Linked DNA regions of Sus scrofa: regions 2 and 3 are each linked to region 1. Evidence: chromatin contacts called from public HiChIP or PLAC-seq data. All regions are on one chromosome and are shown on one strand. The core of a region is the stretch at or near the end of the contact, and the rest is flanking DNA. Distances in the headings are between cores, read along the strand shown. Region 1 overlaps NCF4 (neutrophil cytosol factor 4). Region 2 holds the start of NCF4 (neutrophil cytosol factor 4). Region 3 has its middle 22 kb from the start of TEX33.

Region 1 (3,261 bases), core at 385-2,884:
TGCACTGGCCTCTCTCCCTTGCCCCCTGTCCTGAGGCCAACTCTTAATTGCTTCACCCACGGACCACCTGGCACCCCTTCTTCTGGGAAGCCCTCCCTGACCAGCCTCGGTCTGAGGGAGCCTTGCCCCTCTGTATACACAGCAGCCCCGCTTCTCTCTCTGATAAACGTTGCCCCACGTTCGAAGCGTCCACTTGCCAAACCCTCTTGCCCAACGCACAGCCGATTCCATGAGGGACTGTCAAGCGGCCGGGCTCCTGCTGGCGCTCAAAACATCAGAGGCTTTTTCTTCACCACATCTGTGACCATGGAGATTATACAATTGCCGGACGCCTCCACTCGACCACGAGACCCAGGAAAGCGGAGGCCACGTCCTCATGTTCTTAGAATAGTGTCTGAGCTACAGTAGGTGCTGTAGCAGCTGTAGTAGGGTGTGGGGTGTGGGGTTCTTATGATGTAATTACTGTCATTATTATCATTGCCATTTCAGATGGGGAGACCGAGGCTGGGAGGGGCCGGGATATATCTGACCTCGTGCAGCAGGCTGTTGGGAGCTTCAAAGCAGGGCCCGTGCAGCCGTGTTCAGGACTAGAATTCTGGAGCCATATTCTGGCTTCTCGACTTCTTTGGGCAAGTTTGTTAACCTCTCTGAGCCTCCGTTTCCTTGTCTGGAAAAAAACATGACACTCTCGGAAGGGCACCTGGTGCTGGGGCGCTCAGGAAGTCGTTAGCTGAAGTTAGCTATTATTGCCCAGCCCTCCCGAGTCCCCGCTCAGGGCCATTTCTAGCTCTCCGGTTCCTTCCTGCCCCATCCCCAGCCAGCTGCAGGTGAAATCCCCCTAAAATGCACAGTCTTGGGGGAGAAAGTGGAGGAGGAAGCTTCCCCCAAGGGTGTAACCCCGGAACCGTGTGTGGAAAGTGAGTGGCGAGGTTGCCAGAAGCCACCGAGTTGCTCTGGGAGCAATGGGGCTTTCCTCTCCCTGCCCGCTGCCACCCTGAGTCACCTCTCAGCCAGCCCTCCAGAGTCCTGACGTGGCCCAAGAGCCCTGGCAGCCCAGATCACATGGGGACTGGCAGGGCCTGGGACTGGGGGTGTAGCCTTTGAAATCGATATTACGGCCGGCGCTGAGGTTCAGATGTGGCAGGCCCCGCCCCCACTCCCACCCTGTTTCCCAGTTGCTGCAACAGTAAAGTCATGTTTGCTTTCCTTGTTTCCTCATCCGGCCACAAGCGGCTGGATTCCGCAACCCCTAAGCTGCGCCTTCCCCATCTCCTTGGTAGTTTCCCTTCCCGCATGTGTCCCTCTCAGCCCCCTCCTCTGCTCATTCTGATTGCTCTTCTTTGGGGGGGGGTCCTTAACTACCAGTCACAGGGCATATGGTTGGTTCTTACCCTCCCACGAGCTGAGCAACCCCCCCAATCCTTGCTGAACTCCAGAGACACACTGCTTTTGCTGGACTTCAGCCTGGGTACCCAAGAGGCCCCTCAAATTAGCATCCCCAAATGGAGTCCCTCAGCTGGGCTCCCCTCCCACCCATCCTGGTCAGAATATGGGTAACATGTGGGTGTCAGTCTTGACACTGCCCTTTCTTTCACCTCTGCATCCAAACAGTCCCCAAACCCTACTGGCCGTAACTCTAGAGTGACTCACAGATCAGTAATGTGTCTGTCAGAAATGCATAAGGCCGCAGACAGAAGAGGAACTGAGAGTGGCTGAAACAGGCGTTTATGCTTTCACATAACAAGAAGTCCAGAGGTCGGCCACAGCTGTTTTGCGGCTCTCTGACTTCAAGACCAGCATCCCAGAGTCCTGTGAGCCTTCTCATGATATGCCTCCTGGATGCAATATGGCTGCTGCAGGTCCGAAGTCACACCTGCTTTCCAGGGAGGCAGAAGGGAAAGGGGGAGGAGACCATGATGGCCTTGTCCATCCCTCTGGATCAGGAGAGCAAGCACAGTCCCAGAGGGTCTTACGGCAGAGTTCCTCTTATGAACTGGTCACGTGGCTGCTCCTAGCTGCACGGAAGGCTGGGAAACAGCAATGGGATAATTATGTTTGGCTCAGACCAATAGTGATCTGTCACCACGGGGCTGGACCTTGTCACCCTGAAAAGAATTGGAGCTTGATTAGCAAGAAGCAGCAGCTCACACGAAAATGGAACAGTGTCTGCCAAGGGCGATGTCCCTTGTGTCTGTCCTCTCCTGTCCCCGCTGTCTGGCCCGGGTCCGCATCAGCTCTCGGCTGGACCACTTCAGGGCCTCCCAATGGGGCCCTGTCCCTTCAGTCTCTGCCCTCCTGTTCCTCTCCACTCAGCTGCCCGAGTTGGTCTCCTTAAGCCAAGATCCTGTTGTGTTTTCACTCTCTTCTGAACACTTATGTGGATCCCTATTGCCTGTAAAATTCCTGAGCTCGGCACTGGAGACCCTCCTCAGCCTGGCCTCAGCCACCTATTCAGTCTCTGATCACAACAGACTCCAGCCAACACTAGACCTGGGCCTCAGACCCTTGGCACATTCTGTTCCCTCTGCCCGGAAGGCCCTTCCTCCATCCTACCTAATGGACTCCTATTTAGTCCATCTAGATCTGGCCCAAAGGTCACCTCCTCTGTGAGGGTTTCCCCGACCAGGGCGTAATGAGCCCTTCTCCCTGGGAGGCGTGTGTCAACTTCCTTTACACCTGTGACCCAGGGCCTAGAACAGGCTCTGGTATGTTAGGGGTGCCGGATGCCCTGTTTCCGGATGAATAAAACAGTTGCAAAGCGATTTGCTGGACTCTAATACGGCTGTTGATATGTGGCCCTGTCTCCAAATGCCTTGGATCTCAAGGTCAGGTCTGTAGCGGGATCTGGCACAGGTGGGTGTTGAAGGGGAAGTTGCAGATACATTGGTTCACTCGGCACGGGGTCTCATATCCAGGGGCCACCAAACACAGCAGAGGTGATACCAGGATTTGATTTCTCTTCTCCTCCTGCCTCCCTCAGCGACTTCGCCCAGCTTCCTGACGACATTGCCGTCTCAGCCAACATCGCGGACATCGAGGAGAAGAGAGGCTTCACCAGCCACTTTGTAAGAGAGACCCGTCAGCCTTCGCCTCTGACCTCTGAACCTTTACCCTCTGATCTCTGAGCCTCCAACGCTCTCATCTCTTCACTTCTATCCCAGTGGTTCTCAACAGGGCCATTGTGCCCACCAGGAGACGCTTGGCAGTAAATATCTTGAGACACATGATTTTTACGACTTGGGGTGGGGCGTCTAGTGCATG
Region 2 (2,974 bases), core at 180-2,679, 100 kb before region 1:
CCACAGTAAGGTCAGACGAGCACAGCACTTAACCCAGTGTGCTGCCTCCTGGGAGAGGATGAAATGAAATACACCTGCCTGACATGCAGTAAGGACTCAGGAAAGTACATACATGCTCCTTGGTCGCAGGTCCATAATCATGGCAAATGTTTTCGAAATGAGCAGAAATACTACAAATGCGCATGTCACATTTTCATTCATTCTACCAATATTTAGTGAGTACCTACTATGTTCCAGATATTGTTCTGTGTGCTTGGGATGTATCAGTCAGGAAAACAGAGATTCTGACGTTTGGGAGAGTCCTTTATGTCCTCCTGCTTGTGGGGCAGCACAGTAACTCTGGGTCTTAAAGACAACACACATAACTTTTGCAGACTCTGCTCAACTGTACATGACTACCTCCTATCCCCGTTTTGAGAGGAATGGGTTCAGGAAAAAAAAAATCTCATAAGACCATCACGTCACTGATGCCTAACTTCGGGGTACAGGACATGGTTTAGTTGAAGCACTTGGGGTGAGCTTAGCCTTATTTTTTTTAGCGAGTCTACTCCTTCTGAGCACAGCTCAAATTAGTGACAGTGGTCTCAGAGTATGACAGGGAGTGCGGAAAAGCAACTGGAGCTACAAATGTGCTGTGGAAGATAATTCGTCTACGCCTAATGGAATTTACTCTATCAGTAATTGCATTAACTCGCCTTTGGAAGAGAGAAAGGGAAAGAGAGTAGCCAATTTACATGAACAAAAACTCTTGATAACTCTCTGGCCTCCGTCGACTGTATTCATCCGCAAGTTTTCAGACTCACCTGCCAGGATGCATTTCGCTGCCAGCTTCACCATGGTAACCAATCACCTCCGCGGACCAGACAGCGGAAGAGAGGCTGCTGGAGGCGTTGGGGGGCCCTGCCTGGGAAGGGGAGTGGGGAAGGCTGGCGCTGAAGGGTCCTGTGGCGGCGGTGGGGACAACGACCCTCTGGGCAGCCCGCGGGCAGTTCTCGGGCACTAGGGTCGCGGCAGGGCGCGGAGGATCGCCAGATGGGGCCAAGTTCAAGGTCTCAGAGAGTAACCTGGAAGATGCCAGCGAGGCGATTCGGATCCCGTCCCAGGCACAGCTCCAGTTAGTGGGAAGCAGGAATAGTGATCCAGCAACCTTCCCGCCCCCAGAACCGCAACAGATGGGCTTCTCGGGCAACCATGCCCCGCCTGCCCCGCCTTCTCTATTTCCTCCTCCTCCTCCTTGCTGGTTGTGGATTGGCTGCCACCAAAAGCTCCCACACCCGAAAGCTCCCGAAGACCAGTGGGAAGGAGGGGCGGGGATAACAGCCCTTTCTCGCCAGGTAATTCGTAGCAGTATCTGCTCTTCAAACTTTTCTCGCTTGGCTAATAGTTGTAGAGCATGTCAATCATCTCCACCTCCCGCCCCCTCACCTCTGGAAAGTTCAGGGAAAAACAGCTCCAACAACTTATATCCAGAAGCGGTGATAAAAGCAGCTTTCTGATTGGCCAGAGGCTGGCTTGGACCATCTCGGGAGGAACGCGTACCCTCCTCCCCTTCTGGAAGTGGGTTCGCCCACGGAGGGGGCCAGTTGGGAGCGCGGGAGACTGGAGCGGCGCCTGCGCAGTGGACAAGGTGCAGTTGCCCAAGCGGAACTTTGAACCCGCTCTGTTGGGCCGAGGTTCTTGTCGCCCCCTCAAGTCCCAGATTCCGGGGAGAGCGACGTAAGCTGCATCAAGAAATCTAGTCCTTGGCTCGCATCTCACAGGGAAATCTGATTTTTAAAGCCCGAGAATGTCATGCTTTAAAATGTAAAATAGGAAAGTGTTGAAAGTGATGTCTGTGGACAAAGAGAGAACAAGTGAGTTTAATGTGGGGGAGCAGCGGGACTCAGACACTTGAAGCCCTACTTTCCTGAGTCCAGCCCCTCTTGTAAAATGGAGAATATATCACATACCGCACATCATCGAATGAAAGCCAGCCCCAGGACACTCCCCATCCCACAGGGAGGCTCCGAGGATGTCTGTTGACTTTCTGGGGGAGGCTCCTCTTGCTGAAAGAGGAACCTCAGACTGAAATCACTGCCGCCGCCGTCTTCCTGACCTGGTGACCATCGTGGCACATCGCCTCGCCCCTGAGCCTGTTTCCTCGTTAAAAATGGGCTAGTGGAACCCACCTCCTGGGGTTGTCCTGACGCTCAAAAGAAGGTCTGTAAGTGCCTGGAACATAGTAGGGGCTCAACAGTGAGGAATGGATGAATGAGAAGAGATTCATCTGGACAAATTTCATTGATCATCACTGCCGTATGCCAGGTGCAGGCACCCCTGTTCTGCCTCTGCTGGGGCCCCCTGGGATGGCTGGTGCTGAGCAGGAAGATGCCCTCAGTGAAGGTGCCTGCCCCCGGGGGTTTGTCATCACAGGCCTTTCAGTTACCTGGAACTTGCCTCACCTGCTCAGTGTCTCCCTGTGGCTACCAGCCTTGCGCTGGGCCATGAACACACATACACTCCACACATTTCTGTGGATGCTTCAGCCTTGAATTGGGAGTGAAACAGAGCAAGCTGCCTGGAAGTTTCTTTCCTTGGGACTCATTCCTGGTATTGTGATTAAGATGTGTCTCCTGCCTTCCCCTCACCTACTTGTCTTCTTTGGAAACATCATGCAAGTCTGTCTCAGACACCCCAGGCCTCGGTGAGTCAGAAAGCCTCTGCCTGGTCTTTCTGCCCCCGCCCCGCTTCCAGGCTGCCCTGCTAATTAATCCCTCAGAGGCCCTCTTGAGTAAGTCACTCTTTGAGGCAGCTCCATGGAGCTGAGATGCTGAAACACATTTGGGGGAGATATATCTGGGAGCCTCAGTTTCCCCATCTGTGAGGGGCAGGAGGGACTAACAGCCCCTCCCTCATAGGGCTGTCTTCCTCTGCCCACATCTGCGGAGTCCACATCTGCAGAGCCCACATCCCTTTCCTTGGTGCTGCTGTGTGT
Region 3 (3,244 bases), core at 216-2,715, 100 kb after region 1:
TATCCATGAGGATGAGGGTTCGATCCCTGGCCCCACTCATTAGGTTAAGGAGCTGGTGTTGCCATGGGCTGCTGTGGAGTCCACAGATGTGGCTTGGATCTGGCGTTGCTATGGCTGCAGCATAGACTGGCAGCTGCAGCTCCAATTCAACCCATAGCCTGGGAACTTCCATATGCGCAGGTGCAGCTGTTATAAATAATAATAATTTAAAAAAAGATTGACAATGATCAGAAAGCTGGAGACATCATTAAGGGATGTGAAGGGGAGTCCACGGAGCCCGGTGGGGATGACACAATGGGAGAAAACAAAACTGCCTCGTGTTTGCACCCACTGACTGAGGACCATTCAATGAATGGACTACCCAAGTTATGCAAAAATCAGACTTAGGAATATTAGATTCCAAATGATTAAAAGCAGAGGCAGATCTGTCTATACATGATGGTCGAAAACATGACCAAGTCATATTAAGTGAAAAGGTAAGTTGAAGAATGTGTCTCGAGGGAGTTCCCATTGCGGTTCAGCAGAAACAAACTCGACTAGTATCCATGAGGACTTGGGTTCAATCCCTGGCCTCACTCAGTGGGTTAAGGATCCAGCACTGCCGCGAGCTGTGGTGTAGGTCGCAGACGAGGTTCGGATCCTGTGTCGCTGTGGCTGTAGCGGAGGTCGGCAGCTGTAGCTCCAATTAGACCCCTAGCCTGGGAACTTTCATATGCTGAGAGTGCAGCCCTAAAAGCCAAAAAAAAAAAAACCCTGAATGTATGTCGAGGTGTTCCCACTGTGGTGCAGCAGAGTAAGAATCCAGCATTTGTCACTGCAGTGGCTCAGGTTGCTGTCATGGCTTGGGTTCAATCCCTGGCCTGGAAACTTCCACATGACTCAGGCAAGGCTGGGAAAAAACAAGTGCCAAGTCGTAGCTGATTTTTACTTTCCTGTATGTGTGGTTTTCTACAATAAAATGTGTTGCATTTGAAGCAGAAAGCTTTTTTAACTTTGTTTTTTTTTTTTTTTAAATCTTTATTTATTTCTCTGTTTTTTGGCCAAGCACCTGGGGTGTGTGGAAGTTTCCAGGCCACGGATAAAACCCAAGCCACAGCAGTGACCCAAGTCACTGGAGTGAAAACCCCAGATCCCTAACCTGCTGTGCCACAGGAGAACTCCTGTAATCAGAAGATTTTAAGAAACAACAACAAAAAGAAAAATACGAAAGTGAACAGGAAAAAAATGAATTGGATGAAAGTATAGGCACAGAAGAATGGAATGGGCAATCCCTCAGAGAATCTGCTACTTTGGGAACTCTCTGAGCTTTCTGGAAGAGGCGTGATTAGGGAAGCACTCAGTGGCACCCACTTCCTCCCCCCTCCTCCCCCCTCCTCCCCTTCACCCCCCTCCTCCCTCTTGCCCCTCCTGTCCCAGTCCGCTTTCCTTCCCGCCTTGAGCTAAGGCTTGGCCCAGCTTGGTGCTGCCACCTAGAGGTCAGTGTCTGACATGACTAGATCCCCTCTGCAGGGGCTGCCCCTCAGTCTCCAGTTTTCATTCTCAGTCTTTTGATTTCAGGGCTGAGGTTGGAGCTTTGTGGGCAGTTCCAGTGTGAAGACAAGATGGGAGGAAAGAGGAAGACAATGAGACAGAGAACACCTGTGTGTGTATCTGTGCAAAAACTGCTGTGGCTGGAGTTCCCGTTGTGGTGCCGTGGAAACAAATCCGACTAGGAACCAAGAGGTTGTGGGTTCCATCCCTGGCCTCGCTCAGTGGGTTAAGGATCTGGCATGGCTGTGAGCTGTGGTGTAGATTATAAACGTGGCTCGGATCCTGCGTAGCTGTGGCTGTAGCTGTGGCCAGCAGCTGTAGCTCTGATTCGACCCCTAGCCTGGGAACCTCCATATGCCTCAAGTGTGGCCCTTTAAAAAAAAAAAAAAAATTGCTGTGGCTGTGGTGTAGGCCAGCAGTTATAGCTCTGATTCGACCCTTAGCCTGGGAACTTCCACAGGTGTGGCCCTAAAAAAAAAAAATGACTAAGCACTTCAAAAGCGAGGCAGTAGATCATTAAACACGCTTGGGGGCCCCTCTGAGCGTGACGCTGTGTGACTGCCTAGGTTGCACAAGGTGAGTGTTGTGAGTTAAGTTTTATTTGGGGCAAAATGAGGACTAGATCCTGGGTGGCAGCATTTCAGACAGCTCTGAGAAACTTCCCGGAGGAGCTGAGGTGGAAGCTAGGATACAGAAGAGTCTTGCAACAAAGGGCAGGTAGTAGGTACAGAATATTAACTATTAGCTCCGAGGGGGCTGCCATCGCTAATGACTGTGACATCCTTTGCTCACTGATATGGCAGGCGGTACTTTATCTCTCATATATTTGTGTGTAGGTGTCACGCTGATGTTCAGCCCTCCGTGCGTATGCATTTGCTCAGGTGACTGTGTGTGTCCATGATGGTGTATTTGTGTGTGTGTGTGTGTGTGTGTGTGAGAGAGAGAGAGAGAGAGAGAGAGAGAGGTCAGGTTTCCATATCCCAGGATGCAGGACTTTCAGTCTCTGACTCAGGCTGCTGGGGAAGGATAAATGGGCTGATCTTCCTCGGTACCACTTATAACAGGTGCAGCCAGAGCAGCTCCCGTCATGACTCAACGGTAGCAAAACTGACTAGTATCCACGAGGACTTGGGTTCAATCCCTGGCCTTGCTCAGTGAGTTAAGGATCCTGGCATTCCCATGAGCTGTGGTGTAGGTCACAGATATGGCTTGGATCTGGCCTTGCTGTAGCTGTGGTGTGGACCGGCAGCTGCAGTTCCGATTCAACCCCTAGCCTGGGAACGTCCATATTCCCGTGGGTGTGGCCCTAAAAAAAAAAAAAAAAAAAAAAAAAAAGAGACAAAGCAAAAAATAGCTGAAGCCAGTCCAGTCCCTGGCAGAACTCTTGTTACAGCTAAAAACTAGTCCTTACCTTGTCCTACTAACTCACTCTAACCGGCTTTTCACAAATGATCGCTTCCTCGCTTAATGGCTTTCTTTTCCTGATGACTGCTTTCTAGTTAGAGTTACATCACACCTAGGGTTTTCTTTTCCCTGAAACACTCCCCAACACCCTCTTCCCTTTGTAAGCCATCTTCATTTCCGAGGAAAGGTCAAGGTCGGATAACCCGAAGGCCCCCAGAAACCACCGCCAGACCACGTGACTCCAGCCTTGATGACTTTGAAATGATCAGTGGAGGGAGAAGAATGTAGCCCCCCTAATCTTTATCCATAA

What was found. HiChIP or PLAC-seq counts read pairs in DNA pulled down with a chosen protein or histone mark.
Region 2: a contact with region 1 is called in an H3K27ac HiChIP or PLAC-seq map of alveolar macrophages. The contact joins the promoter of NCF4 here to the enhancer-like site in region 1. A contact is called at or near these places in 1 of 5 promoter capture datasets (liver), 15 of 47 Hi-C or Micro-C datasets (alveolar macrophages, blood, embryonic fibroblasts and 9 more) and 2 of 2 datasets of contacts at active chromatin or transcription factors (alveolar macrophages and skeletal muscle).
Region 3: an H3K27ac HiChIP or PLAC-seq map of alveolar macrophages shows a contact between it and region 1. The contact joins two enhancer-like sites. A contact is called at or near these places in 1 of 5 promoter capture datasets (liver), 25 of 47 Hi-C or Micro-C datasets (alveolar macrophages, blood, embryonic fibroblasts and 13 more) and 2 of 2 datasets of contacts at active chromatin or transcription factors (alveolar macrophages and skeletal muscle).

What each region holds. Positions count from the first base shown.
Region 1 is chr5:10,892,659-10,895,919 of Sscrofa11.1, reverse strand. It overlaps NCF4 (neutrophil cytosol factor 4), which reads left to right. Exons shown (of 12, transcript XM_021091535.1): 4 at 2,981-3,065. Among named protein-coding and RNA genes, the nearest start is that of CSF2RB, 54 kb to the right of the region's middle. Within about 2 kb of position 1,634, at least 30 of the 83 cell types and tissues checked have an H3K27ac peak or open chromatin away from gene starts, as enhancers often do. A contact at or near this core is called in alveolar macrophages, embryonic fibroblasts, fetal liver and 2 more, where this site is marked.
Region 2 is chr5:10,992,457-10,995,430 of Sscrofa11.1, reverse strand. It overlaps NCF4 (neutrophil cytosol factor 4), which reads left to right and starts at 1,429. Exons shown (of 12, transcript XM_021091535.1): 1 at 1,429-2,683. It overlaps IFT27 (intraflagellar transport protein 27 homolog), which reads right to left and starts at 1,249. Exons shown (of 7, transcript XM_021091536.1): 1 at 804-1,249. The coding sequence starts at 837.
Region 3 is chr5:10,788,477-10,791,720 of Sscrofa11.1, reverse strand. No RefSeq gene overlaps it. Among named protein-coding and RNA genes, the nearest start is that of TEX33, 22 kb to the right of the region's middle. Within about 2 kb of position 1,465, at least 15 of the 83 cell types and tissues checked have an H3K27ac peak or open chromatin away from gene starts, as enhancers often do. A contact at or near this core is called in alveolar macrophages, fetal liver and liver, where this site is marked.